2 separate regions of the Mus musculus genome follow, and region 1 is linked to region 2. A link is a contact called in public Hi-C data. All regions are on one chromosome and are shown on one strand. The core of a region is the stretch at or near the end of the contact, and the rest is flanking DNA. Distances in the headings are between cores, read along the strand shown. Region 1 overlaps Itpr2 (inositol 1,4,5-triphosphate receptor 2). Region 2 overlaps Itpr2 (inositol 1,4,5-triphosphate receptor 2).

Region 1 (7,171 bases), core at 1,101-3,600, 54 kb after region 2:
CCCTACAGGATCACCTACAGCCCCATCTTATGGAGGTGTTTTCTCAATTGAGGTTTACTCCTGTCCAATGACCATAGCTATGTTGATATAAAACTAGACAGCACAGTAAGATTTTCCTAATTCCCTCTAAGATAGTATAATCTTCTACCCTCTGTAGAAATGAGCAGAAAAGCACCAACCTGGAGATCATTTGTGCTCTGTGACTAAATCGTGTAAATGTGCTTATCATTATATTTCACATTTCCTGGAGAATGAGGTGAGGGTCATACACACACATGTGTATCACTCTGACCTGTACCTACAAATATGGAAGCCAGTCAATTCTCTTCCTCCAATGTCTCTCCATTGTGTATTTGAGGCAGGGTCTCTCACTGAACCTGAAATTCATTGATTAGCTTAGACAAGCTGGCCCTCAGGCCCCAGGATCCTCCTGTCTCCATCTGATACACCCACTCAGACCAGTGCTGAACCTGCCCTATCCAGTGCTACCCCTGCCCAATCCAGCTTTCACAGGAGTCCTCAGGCTTGCACAGTAGGCCCTTTACCACAGAGCCAACTCCCCAACCCTCACACTTTCTGTGAATTTTTAATTTTAATTGAAACACAATCACAGCTCTTTCTTCCCTTTCCTCCTCCCAGGCCCTCTCTGGTTCCCCCTCCAACCTGCTCCCACTCTCAGATTGACAGCCTCCTCTTCTCCAATTATTATGATTACCTATGTATATATGTGTATCTGTACACAGATATAGAAATACAACCAGCTGATACTGATTTTATTGTATGCATGGTTTCTGGGTTGACCTTTCTGTACTAGACAACTGACTACGGAGCTCAGTGCTAAGGAAAGGCTGACTCTGTCTCCTTAGTCACCGTTTGCCTAGAGTTCGGTGTGTTTTGAACTAAATTACACAGTAATTGTTTTTAAAGCTAACTTATTTGAGCAACTGTTTTTAAGGCCCATTGTGAAGTTTTCCCACCAAAATTCTAATCATAAAAGGGGCAGCCCCGCACAGTCATCTCACCTTCCTGGTACTCGGCAGGGACAATGTAGATTTCATATATAATCAATCTCTCATCTAAACCAGTTCAGACTCGCAGCCTCTTCCTCATTTAAGTTGTTCTAGCTTTGGGCATAAAGTCCAAGTTAAGTACAAATATTAATGCCATCCATAACTATAAATTAGATGAGAAAGTACACACACAATAGGAGACAGCCAGGCCTCTAACTGTGTATCTACCTGTAACTTGCACAGTGAAAGGCCACAACCGCAGAAGCTGGTGGCATCTCTTGCAGAAGGCACAAGGACTAGTAGAAAAATAAGAAAGCTGCTCTTATCTGAGGAAGGTCTGTGAGAGAGGAACGTTGCCCCAAAGTTTACTCTGGACTCAGGCAGCATCACCAACAGAAGTCCTTGTTCATTATTAGTTTCCGTCCAGATCAGCCCAGTGTAGCAGCCATGAGAGGGCCTGTCTTCGCTCCTAGTGTCTGTCCCTCAGAGTAAGTTAACGACACGGCACATCCTCGGTCACCTGCTTCAAGTATGAGCCACCATTCCCAGCCACTCGGTGTTTTCTCTTTTCAATTTTAATAGGTTTTCATGCAGATATCTGTGTCTGCTTTGTATGTGTACCATAAGCCTGCAGCTCTGTGGAGGCCAGAGGGAGCATCAGATCCTCTAGAAGTGGAGCTAAAAGCAGTTGTGAGCTGCCTGACTTGAGCAGAAACCAAACCCAGGTCCTCTGCAAGAGTAGCAAACACTCTTAAGGACCCTGTAGGGCCGTCTCTCCAGCCCTTAAGTCCTTGATTTGACGTTGTGTTTACTGATGCAGGAACATATTTAGAAAGCAGAAATAATTGGCTATCTACAAATTACAATTTTACTTATTTTTATTTTAAGTATATGAAGGCTTGCCTGCATACATGTTTCTATAGCATGCATGTGCCAGGATGCCAGAAGAAGGCAATGGAACAGGAATTACATCTGGTTATGAGCTGACATGTGGGTGCTGGAAACCCAGGTCCTCTGCAAGAGCAGCCTGAGCTCTTAGCCTCTATTTATCCCTTCAGCCTCCCTCTAGCAACAAAATTAAATAGCTTGGTTTAGGTAACTATTCCCAAACCACACTGCAGCCATGGCACCTGAGCCTCATTCAAGTCTCCTTCATGTCCTCTTTTAAAGCAAGAAATGGAGAAAGGAAGTGAAGTGCAGCCTCGAGCTTCACTGCTTGTTAAAAATAAAATAAAATAAATAAATACTAAACCAAAACAGAAACCAGCACAGCTGTATCTTCAAAGCCCAGGAGTCAGTGAAGACTAAAAAGAAAATCACACTGTGGCTACGTGTCTAAATCTAGATAGCCAGAAACCCAGAGAACCCAACCGTGAGTAAACTGACATGGGGCATTTCCTGTGGAAGCTTCCAGACACTCTCTCAAAGTTCCAAGACTAATTAAAAAGAAGAGGTCATGAATTCGGGAGGGACAGGAGAGAAGGGAGGGTTGGAATTATGTAAATTTAGCACTTAGATATGAAATTCTCAAAACAAAAACAAAAACCATTGGTAATTTAGATATATTTTTTAAAGTTCCAAGTCTGTTAGAGAAAACAAATGCTACTTAGCAAGATTTCTGTCAGCCCTGGGGCTTCTGCTGAGCAGCTAGCCACAGAGCAGCCCCATTGCCACACTCTAGGAATTTAGATTTTAAGACAGGCCGGGAAGAGCTTCTGGATGGTGTCTAAGAGAGAAACGGGTGTCCTTTGGGTACTGTGCTAAGCTAAAGAGAAAGGGAAGACATAGGCAAGGTCCCTACTTCATAGTGCGCGCACGCACACGCACACGGGGTGGGGGTGGGAGGTGGAAATGGAGAGGGAAAGGGGACACACACAGAAGGAAATAAACGTTTACTCAACAATGGGCTCTTCTAGAAAAACTGTTTCACGAAGTCTTTCCATTTCAAATGTGAGGCGACATCACTGACCTACAGCAAACCACTGGGTTCCCTCACCAGCTGAGTCCCTGAAAAACCGTGTCTTCACCAGCTGAAGACAAAGCTGAGACTTCCCACCGGCTGAGGAGTCAGGTCTCAGACCATTCCCCCTCCCATCAGGATGTGGCAGAGCCCTAGCTCCCTGAAGGAGAACGCTCAAAGAGTGGATAACTACAGGCTACACACGTTCCCTAAGGTCCTAGGATGCAGCTTTCTGAGGGCTGGGATCTATTCCGCTGGCTGCGATGTGTTGGGTCTTATCACTGCTTGCTTTCAGTACCCAAGTCCCTCCTTCCCACCAGGAACCCTGACTGAAGAAGGGAGAAAGGCTCTCCTCCCACTCTAAGAGATGGCACCCCATCTGTTAGCCCCAGCAGCTCTTCCCCTGCCTCAGCGCCTGTCTAATCCGCTGCAGTGGAGATCACATACTGTTCCGAGGGCTTTGAGCACTCTTAGTTCTGGGAGGAAGAAGAGGAGGAAGAAGAACACTTCCAGCAGCCCCTGGCATCACAGACAGAGCACCGACCAGGCTTGAGACAACCCACGTGGTACAGAGCCTTGGGCTCCGAGAGTCTGGACGTGCAGACTCTGTTACTCTCATCACAAAATCCTTTAGGTTAGAGATTTGATTTGGATTTTTCTCATTCCTGTGTCCCCCAAACCGTATCTGACTAATAAAATTAGTGTCCAGATATTTTCCTTCTTTATCATGCCTGAGAGTGTGGTAGGTTTCAAGCCCAAGTCTATCACCAATTAATCACCTACGAGTAGCCCCTCTCACTTCAGAGCTCTATTGACATGAGCTAAGAGAAGAAGCCGCTCAAAGAGAAGCTTTCAAACAAGTAGCCCAGGCTGGCCTCAACCTCCTGACATAGCCTGGGCTATTAGAGACCCAGTGAAGGCATGACCCTAAACTTCTGGTCCTCCTGCCTGTGCCATTTGAGTGGGACAGCAGACACACATCCAGGCCTTTATACGTGCTCAGCAAGTGCTCCACACAGACTAGCTGCATCCTCAGCCCCTTTAAAGCATTTTCAATGATTTTTTTTAACAGTTCTTCCACACTGAGTCCATGTGTATATGTCACTTTTCCAGAAAAGAGAGAAATTATCCTGAGGCATTTCTAAAAGAAAGCTGAAGGCCCAGTGGTGTTTGCTGTTTGGGTAGCTGCTGCTAAGAGACAGGAATAAGATCCACCCTGTAGCCATCTCAAATCCGCATGATTTTGTCTAAAATTCACTAGTGTCTCCAAGACAAGGATTATAATTTGATCAGTTAGTAGCTAAAACTTGACACCTTTTCCTAAACAAATAGATTTGTTTGTAAACTGTCTAATTATCTTACATAAGTTGTTTTGCTCATCCCTAACAATCAATCTGGTCAGAACTCCTGATTCTTGGCCAATCTGAAAAGTCAGAGACACTGGGATGGGGTGGAGGATGTGGGGGGAGTGACGGAGAGGTCTGCACAATTTTATCCTAAAGGCTGCAAGCTAGTGCATTGTTTTTTCTCAGTAGATAAAACAAAACAGGGCCAGCCAGGAGGCTCAGTGAGTAAGACACTTGTCGTGAAAGCCTTGTATCCAGAGGTCAAGCTCAAATCCCACAAGAAAGTAGAAGGAGAAAAATGACTCCACAGGGTTGTTCTACACATGCACCATCTCTCTCTCTCTCACACACACACACACAGAGAGAGAGAGAGAGAGAGAGAGAGAGAGAGAGAGAGAGAGAGAGCGAGGAAATAATTACAAATAAAATGAGAGAATGATAAATTTTAAATGTTTTATTTTGTTACTACATCCTAGTAGGGGGAAATATTAGCAAGTAAAAGACATTGGCTTTAAAACATAAGAAAACTTGAAAACTCTAGTCATAGGAAATACAGGATGGGGGTGTGAGCATTTGTGGTGCAGTGTGCACACAGCTATCGAAGTTATTATTCATACTCATGCATCCAGTGTTTGCAGTACATCAGGGCACAGCAGGCATCGAACCAGAACTGAAAGATAAACGCAAGCACTGGTGATTTAGAAATGTACACCAATGGCACAAGGAAGAAAAGGAAAGATCAAAACCAAACAAATAACTGATAAGGCAGCATGACTTTGAACAGCCTGCTAAGCAAACAGCAGCTCATGGTATGGCAGTATGTCTAGCACCCCTGTAGGGTGAGCTCAGCTCAGCTGCTACAAAGGGATTCATGATGCCTCCTTCATGGTGGTCCTACAAATACCAATGAATAGCTTGCTCTTACTTCATGATCAGGAGCCTGGTGCTCTAGGCCTGTTCCATACAACCTGTTTTATGTGCGTTGATGACCAATGACTAGACAAGATCCCCTGGCCTCCCATTTTGCAGTTAAGGAAGTCTAGGCATCAGGGTTAAATAACTTCTGGGGATCTCACTGTGAGAGTAAGTGGAGACACAATTTGAAACCAGATTTGTCTAAAGCAAAAGTCTCAACCATATGCTACAGCCTCGGGCATTGATTCAACATATTTCTTGGATATGTTCTATCTGATGGGTGCCATGTAAGACCTTGGCAACATAACTGTGAACAAACCACACTTAACCTCTGCCCTTTTGTTTAAGTCTAAAAGGAGAAATAAGGACAACCCAACACTCACAGACAGAGAGTCAAGCATTGAGAAGATGGTAAAGTGCTTTCATTGCAAGCATGAGGACCTGAGCTTGGATCCTAGAAACACACACACACAGCCAGGCAGAGCAGCAAGTGCCTGTAATCCCAGCACTGGGGAGGTAGAGACAGGAGGATGCCTGGAATTCACTGGGAAGCTGACCTGGCCAATCATCAAGCTCCAGGGGTAAGGAGAGATTCCATCTCAAAAACTAAGCTAGAGAACCACTGAGGAAACACACTTGGCGTTGACACAAACACACGTGCACTCTCCCCCCCCACACACACACACATGAACGTATACACCATACACTGTACCACAAAAAAAGAAAAGAATCAAAATTAAAGCTGTAGCTGCAGTACACTTAGAGACTGCCATGCAATTCTGTAGCTCATAAAGGGTCCTCACACAGTCCGGAGATCAGAAACAAGTTACAGCTGGCATCTGCGTGGGAAATTGAAGGCAGGCCTGCAGGTAAGAAAGGAAACTGAGCAGGCCGTGGGGTAACATCCTGTGAAGCCCTGGATATCTTGCAGCTACAAAGAAAAGCAGGTGTTCTGCCAGAGGACCGCACACTACAAAGCATGGAACGCAGAGAACCCAGAGTCAAACTGAGAACAGATGATATTTTAACTAGATGTGAGCAAACAAACATTTTATTAAAATCTGTATACTTAGTCGTCAGAGTCATGGAGCCTTAGAAACAGTGGTGGCTGTTCCAATTCCTAAGCTTTTCATAGATCTAAACTGAAGCAGAGCAGTGTCCCTTCAGTGCCTCTGTGACAAGTGGCTTCTGTCCCCAGCACAGCTTCTGCCATGTTAGATCCCCAGTTTCCTGTGCTGCCATCCCTGCCTTTTCCTCTGCCACTAGGCCAAAGCACGGCCCTTCTGAGGCAAAACCTGGCCTTTCTAAAGCAAACTGTTTCATTCTTTTGCTTAAAAATCACCCATAGTTGATATAGAAAACCCACTCTGGTCCTTGGCTACCCATTTCTTAGGTGAATATAACAAAGAACTGGGCTTGAGGTCGTCTGCAGAACAGTTTCACTTCCTGATACCTTGTTAACATTTCTAGTACAGTGGCCTCATCTACGTGGCCCAAGATGCGTTCTTCCCACGCTATTGTTCCAAGCACCTGTTCAGAGCGGGGCACTGAGCCCTCCTTAATGGTCTTCCTCATCATCCCAAGTGTAGTGAGTGGCCACAGTGACCTGGGGGAGAATGTCCAGTGCAGAGGGAGGGGAAAACGTGGACTTTGTCCTGAACACCCAAATCCAAGTCATCTGCTAGTAACAAAGAAGAAAAAAAGAATCTGTAGCGATAGCCAGATAGGCCAGATTAATGGCCTAACATTAATACACATTTTGTTACATATGTTTCAAATTCTATGATGCTGTTGATACTTTGTTAGAATCTCGTAGACTAGGGCTGGAGGCATAACTCAGTGGCAAGGTTCTTGTTAGACAAGAGCCAGGACCTGAGTTCAAAGCAAGCCCTAGATGCCAGAGACAAGGTCAACAGCACACTTGAGGTTGACCTCCGGCT
Region 2 (6,145 bases), core at 301-2,800:
AGAGCAGAGCCCTGTGATCCACGGCCCGCCCTCCTCGACTCAATCATTTGCTAAAAGAGGAGCAACAGGTCTCTCACTTGCTACAGATTCCTATCGTAGTACATCAGGAAGGGGACTTCTGACCCCGAAAATACTTTTTTGTAAATACCAGAACACTCCAATGCCACTCCTTTGAAATGGCTTCTTTGGGAAGCCAGGAAAATGTCTATGAAGACAGCAGTGAGGAGCAAGTATGTGGCTCAAGTGGTTAGGAAACACCAAACATCCAACCTTGCTTACTGTATTCCCCACAGGAGTCCAGCCAGAGCGCTACAACTGAGGTCCCACCCTTAGGAAACCCTCTGTAAAGTTTTCCATGGTGGGGTCTGGAGATGTTGAATAAAGTCGCATGCAGCAGACACATGCAGCAGACGCATGCAGCAGACGCATGTGGCAGATGTCAGAAAAGGCTTCCCAAGGAGGAAACAAACACAGAAGGGGGATGCAAGGTTACTGCAGCAGAGCCAGCAGCTGTGCAAGACGCTCCAGTGCACGAAGCCTAGGACCTTGGCTGGGATGTGCAAACCAAGTGTTTGGCTGAGGTCCAGACCTGCAGGGAGAGGCCACGGGCTCAGGTGTACCACCACAGCCCATGGAAAATGCAGAGCTTTCAATGAGCTTCAAGCTTTGACAGAACTCAAAAGGTGAAGAGAGCAGGAGACGGAAAGATGAACACAAATGCCTTGAACCACTGCGGTCAGACTTGGTAAGGCTCTACACTAGAATGGACGGGACCAATGCCCAGTAGCCTTGTGGCTTCGGGGCTGCAAACAGGGAAGGGAGGGGTGAAGTGGGCCAGATGAACAAGCTTCCACCCATCCTGCCTGACAGGCAAAGCCTCCTATTGCAAAATCCCTTTCACAGCAGGGCTTTAGTCAACTGCTCCTGGGAATCTCCTACAGGTAACATTTCATTTTATAAGTTAGTAAATAAAGCATGAGAATTAGGACTGCAAGACAGTTTGGATCGACGGACCATCCGTCAAACAACTGTGGAAAAAGCTGGGGGAGTGGAGCTTATGTGTGGTTAGTTTTCTCGCTTTGTCTTCTTCAGGGGGAATGTTAGAATATACATACTAATCGTGGGCTAGTCGGATGTTTTGTCCAGTTCTAAGTTTACTGCCTAATGAAAGTGTTAATAATGCCGGCCACACCTACTTCACAGGGCTGCTGAGATGGACAAGAAGATAAAATCTCTCTGTGAACTTGAAAGCCTGTCATAAATGTGAGGCAGTATGATTAATGTTGCCTCCTTCTCTCAGAGCTGACTAAGCCCTCAGCAAGCAGCAAAAAGCAATCATAGGTTCAAACTGAACAACACCCCAAGAGTGTGCAATGAACAACACGTTCAACCTTTCGGTGGGAGACGTTCCAGTGTGTTTTTGTATAAAATTCGTGAAGTCTCTGTAACAGAACAGCATTGAACAGGGGAGACACTTTCCATTGTATTGTAAGTACAGTATGACTCAGGCTCTGTCACAATACCAGTGTGAGTGGCACCTCCAACAGGCCCACTTTTCCCTGCTTGCAGAACTCAGCTAGTTCAGACTCACCCAGACCTTTCCAACCCTGCTGTTACAGTTAGCTTGCTAAAAAGCTGGTGGTGACTCACACCTGTAATCCAAGTACTTGAGAGTCTGAGGCAGAAGGCCTGCCATGGCTTTGAGCCTAGCCTAGGCTACAGCATGCGACCCTGTCTCAAAACCCAAAACAAAACTGAAGTTAGCTTTCTACATCTGCTCATTCTCTCAACTTGAAAGGGACTCTCCAGTCAGAAACTCCCTCAGAGCCACTTTGAACTAGACAATGGCCTCTTCATCATGCTAAGGCTCAACAACAACAAAAAGTTTTAAAACAAAGGAAAAGGAAAAGTTTGCTTCATGAAACAGTCATGGGAAGCACAAACAAAAGGAAGTGATTTGAGTTTAATTCCTTGACAAGTTTAACCTTCACCTCAGAGGCCAACGCTCTGTAGGAACAAGGCATCTCTGGACACATTAGTCATCCAGCAAGACTCGGGGGTTCACCATGCAGTGTCAGAGGAAACACAACATCAGGACCTCTTTTCTAATTACCCTGGAAGGAAATGAAGCAACCAGAGGCACTCGCTTCAAACTCATTTCAAACACTTGTGGAGGGAAGACCCTTGAAACCTCTCAATAGTGTGTAGCAGAAACTCCACACTGGGTGAGGCCCTGCAAACCTAGCCGTACAATAGCCTATACCTCCACGTCTGGTAGCCACCTGCTCAAGTTTGAAGTGTTGCTCTTTGTATCCCTAAAATATTTGCCTCTGAGGCTGTCTCTGCCTCCCAGAAACCACCTTCAGCACTCTGGTCAAGGCCAGTGTCTAAATCTCACTGTCTTGGCCAAGAGTAAAGAGAAGTCATGTTTTCTCATGTCTCCTCCTTCTTAAAGATTAAGATGCAAGTGAGGCAGAACGTATTAAACCACCTGCAAGCTGCCATTCGGCAAGGTGGATATCCACCTAATGCCCTTCCATGCTGACTTGTAAAATGAGCTCATGCTGACTTAGAGAGAGTTGCTGCCCGAGACTTTCACTCCCTGCATGTGGACAGACTCAAGGGTGAGGCTCTGGGAAAGTTCTTCTCCTCTTTACAAGAGGATGCAGTGGAGACCAGTGGTCTTTCCCAGTGACTGACAGACAAAGCTGTTAGAAGACTCCTTCAGGTAGGAGATAGGAAAACAAGGGCCGGTACACGGTAGCAATTAATCTCAGGCTTGACTGTGGGGACAGTATGCAACAGGTGTAGCTCTGCCTATGTCTCAGACTAAAAAACTCATTTGGAAATGTACTGTCTACATCAAACTCTTAATGTTGAGAAGTTGTCAGAGAGAGAGAGAGAGAGAGTGAATGCTCCAGCATGGAATGTCAAACCAAACTTCAACCTTGGCCTTGCCTAGAGAGGTTACAAAGGCCATCAGAAATGTCTGGCCTATGTTAACAAACATTAAAGTTCATCAAAGTACTGTGTGGCCCACCATCCATGAGCACAGCAATCTCCTCCCTGTGGACAGCCATCTACTCATCACTGAAGGGAAGAGAAGCTGTCTGTCATAGCTCTAGGCTGTGCAACACTGCAGTGTTAAACCTCCAAGGAGACTCAGATAAAATCCAACCTTATGTTCTCTGAGATAAAGGAGCTAAAACTCAGGGTGTGAGCTGTCAAGATCTTTGCTGATAAGACTCTAGATTAGAACACGTGACACAAGTTCAACCACACATAGGATTTGTGAGTCCCTGGGCAAATGACAGGGTATGCTAGGTGTCTTTCCATCACTGTGACACAATGCCTGAGGTAGTCAAGTCAGTTAACAACTGCAAGTTCTGCTGCACTTGGATCTGTGGTGCCACAGGAAACCACAGTGGGACTGTGTGAAGGGCGGAACCACTAACCTCATCATAGACAGCAAGCAAAGAGAAGGGCAAGAAGGAGATGGAGCACCAACTGCCCCTCCATGGTAGACCAGGTACCTAACTTCTACTAGGCCCCACTGTTGGACTCTCTAGTCCACAATAGAGCCACAGCCTGGGGATAAAGCCTTCCACACAGGTCTTGGGGGCCATTAAAGATCCAAACTATAGCATAGACCTTGATGGTAAAGACATTACTCTTCATCCCTTCGATTTGCTGGGTATTAGCAAACACTGTGTAAACAGTGAAGAGTATTACTGGCAACAAAAGCCATTTCCTCTTCACCCTCCAGACTTGAGAGATAGTCAGGGTTACGAAGATGAAAACAGTGTTCTTATACACACAAAGTGTGGCTAAGAAATTGGTCTGGAATTTGAACCAAGAGTCTCCAAATCCAATTTCATAGATAGCTGATGGATCAAAGCAACCATATGTTATTCATGTTGACGGTGAGTATTGTTCTTAATTCTACCTGTGCATCCCAAGGTCACTCAGAACCAGTTGGAACTAGTTTCTACCACAAGCCCTGTATCCTAAACAGAATCCTTCTGAGTTCTGCACTTCAGCTTGTACCTCATCATCACAGCAAGACCCAGGTCTATTGTCACCACAATAGAGGTGATTGTTCAATTAAACAGCAAGGCCTGAACGTGGCCAGCAAGCACAGACAGTGGAAAAATACTGGCCAGACAACAAGAAATGGCTTCTCATCCATCCTACTGAAGCCATGCAACACAAACAACTTTCAGATAAATAACTATGTGATATATTGACAGATATGTACACACACACACACACAAGTGCACGCACGCACACACAGTACTTATGTTACATCAAAAGAAATGGATGAATAGTATTTCAGGAAAATTTTATCAATGTATATTTAATAAAATAAGTGCAAACACATCAATGAGAATGTTACAAAGTCTTATTCTCCTTGAGATTAGTTTCCTGATTTAAATGTTAACAAGTAAATACTCAGGAACAAAGCTCCATTTGTATCTGGAAGAGAAACAAATTTAAGCACATTATGGATAATTTACAGTCTGGTTTATGTTTGGGGTCCAGCACTCAGCAGATCACTTTAGTGGGTAAGTGGCATTCGCTATCCAAAAAAAAAAAGGAAGTATTTTTTTTCAATTAGTTTATCTGGATGTGTCCTGTTCACACTGACGATTAAATTGTAATGGATGAATTCATTTCAGGAATCAAATATACATTTCTAAATTTAATTAAACATAAGAGCCGAGTGAGAAGAAAGGGAACTGAATTTATATGCATACATATAAACTAGATACATATAAAAATATACTTACAATATGATGTTCTTATGTGTACACACACACACACACACACACACACACACACACATATATATATATATATATATATGTATATATATATATATATATTCTATGACAAAAATCAAACAGAAATATTTATTTCAGCCAGGCATGGTGGTGCACAACTTTAATCCCAGCACTCGGGAAGCAGAGGCAGGCGGATTTCTGAGTTTGAGGCCAGCCTGGTCTACAGAGTGAGTTCCAGGACAGCCAGGGCTACACAGAGAAACCCTGTCTCGGAAGAAAGAGAGAAAGAAAGAAAGAAAGAAAGAAAGAAAGAAAGAAAGAAAGAAAGAAAGAAAGAAAGAAAGAAAGAAAGAAAGAGAGAGAGAGAGAGAGAGAGAGAGAGAGAGAGAGAGAGAGAGAGAGAGAAGGAGGGAGGGAGGGAGGGAGGGAGGGAGGGAGGGGGAGAGAGAGAGAGAAAGAGAGAGAGAGAGAAAGAAAGAAAGAAAGAAAGAAAGAAAGAAAGAAAGAAAGAAAGAAAGAAAGAAAGAAAGAAAGAAAGAAAGAAAGAAAGAAAGAAAGAAAGGAAGGAAAGAAAAGAAACATTTATTTCTATACCAACCCACATACATCAGGGGATGCGCACATGGTATTATGAATGCTAGCTTCCCTCACAGGTTTATTATTGCTTTCTGGCTGTATGAAGATTAAACCATAGCCTTGCACCTGCCCAGCAAATAAATGCCTGACAGTCGAGCTGATAGCCCCAGGATGCGCTAGCTTTATAAGTGTGGAAACAGGAACTCAGAACATTTTACCGATTAATCTTAAATTCTCGAAATTAGTTTTAGTGTTTAACCCATGGCCGTCTCTTTCCAAAGCCATTTTTATAATTTTATAGAGAATCATTGTATTTAGTCCTGAAAAAAAACATAAAATTTAGATCTTTGTATAGTGACTTAAGTTAAAATGCAAAAGATGATCTAACTTTTCCCATCTTCTAGCTTCCCTAGACGCTCCATTGCAACGTTTGTACAGGTCGGCGTGCGTGAATGCATTTCTCAAAACAGTAACTGCTACCTCCCTCTCCTCTTTCCTCTTCCTGCTCCCATCCCATTCAGTCAGGTCTTTTCTATCCCATCCAAAGGAGTCCAGTCACTCCTTTGCCTAGGCTGCTGTGTGGTGGTTGTCCATGGTCCTGGCCTGCGAGCAGCTGCTCTGTGATGGTGTTAACCAGAGGAGAGCCAAGAATCTGCAGTGGTGGCCATGGGTGGGATCCAGGATCGTCTCTTTCTTATGCACAGGGTTTTGCTCCCTGAGGGCACCAGCGTAGCACACGGGTTCAGGGGAGGCAGCAGCGGGTTTTGAGGAAGGGCTCCCCTGGG

What was found. A called contact is a pair of places that touch in the nucleus more often than the background predicts.
Region 1: a Hi-C map of Th2 cells shows a contact between it and region 2, with 1.5 times the contacts expected there. The contact joins two enhancer-like sites. A contact is called at or near these places in 5 of 39 promoter capture datasets (the 3T3-L1 cell line, the C10 cell line, HPC-7-derived erythroid cells and 1 more), 3 of 15 datasets of contacts at CTCF or cohesin (CD8 T cells, the NIH/3T3 cell line and large pre-B cells), 18 of 484 Hi-C or Micro-C datasets (the 63-12 cell line, the BV-2 cell line, the C10 cell line and 13 more) and 8 of 115 datasets of contacts at active chromatin or transcription factors (the 230-238 cell line, CD8 T cells, DN3 thymocytes and 5 more).

Annotation. Positions count from the first base shown.
Region 1 is chr6:146,483,916-146,491,086 of GRCm38.p6, forward strand. All of the region lies in intron 1 of Itpr2 (inositol 1,4,5-triphosphate receptor 2), which reads right to left. Among named protein-coding and RNA genes, the nearest start is that of Itpr2, 15 kb to the right of the region's middle. Within about 2 kb of position 2,351, at least 40 of the 459 cell types and tissues checked have an H3K27ac peak or open chromatin away from gene starts, as enhancers often do. A contact at or near this core is called in the G1E-ER4 cell line, the HPC-7 cell line and Th2 cells, where this site is marked.
Region 2 is chr6:146,431,136-146,437,280 of GRCm38.p6, forward strand. All of the region lies in intron 2 of Itpr2 (inositol 1,4,5-triphosphate receptor 2), which reads right to left. Among named protein-coding and RNA genes, the nearest start is that of Itpr2, 68 kb to the right of the region's middle. Within about 2 kb of position 1,551, at least 49 of the 459 cell types and tissues checked have an H3K27ac peak or open chromatin away from gene starts, as enhancers often do. A contact at or near this core is called in the G1E-ER4 cell line, the HPC-7 cell line and Th2 cells, where this site is marked.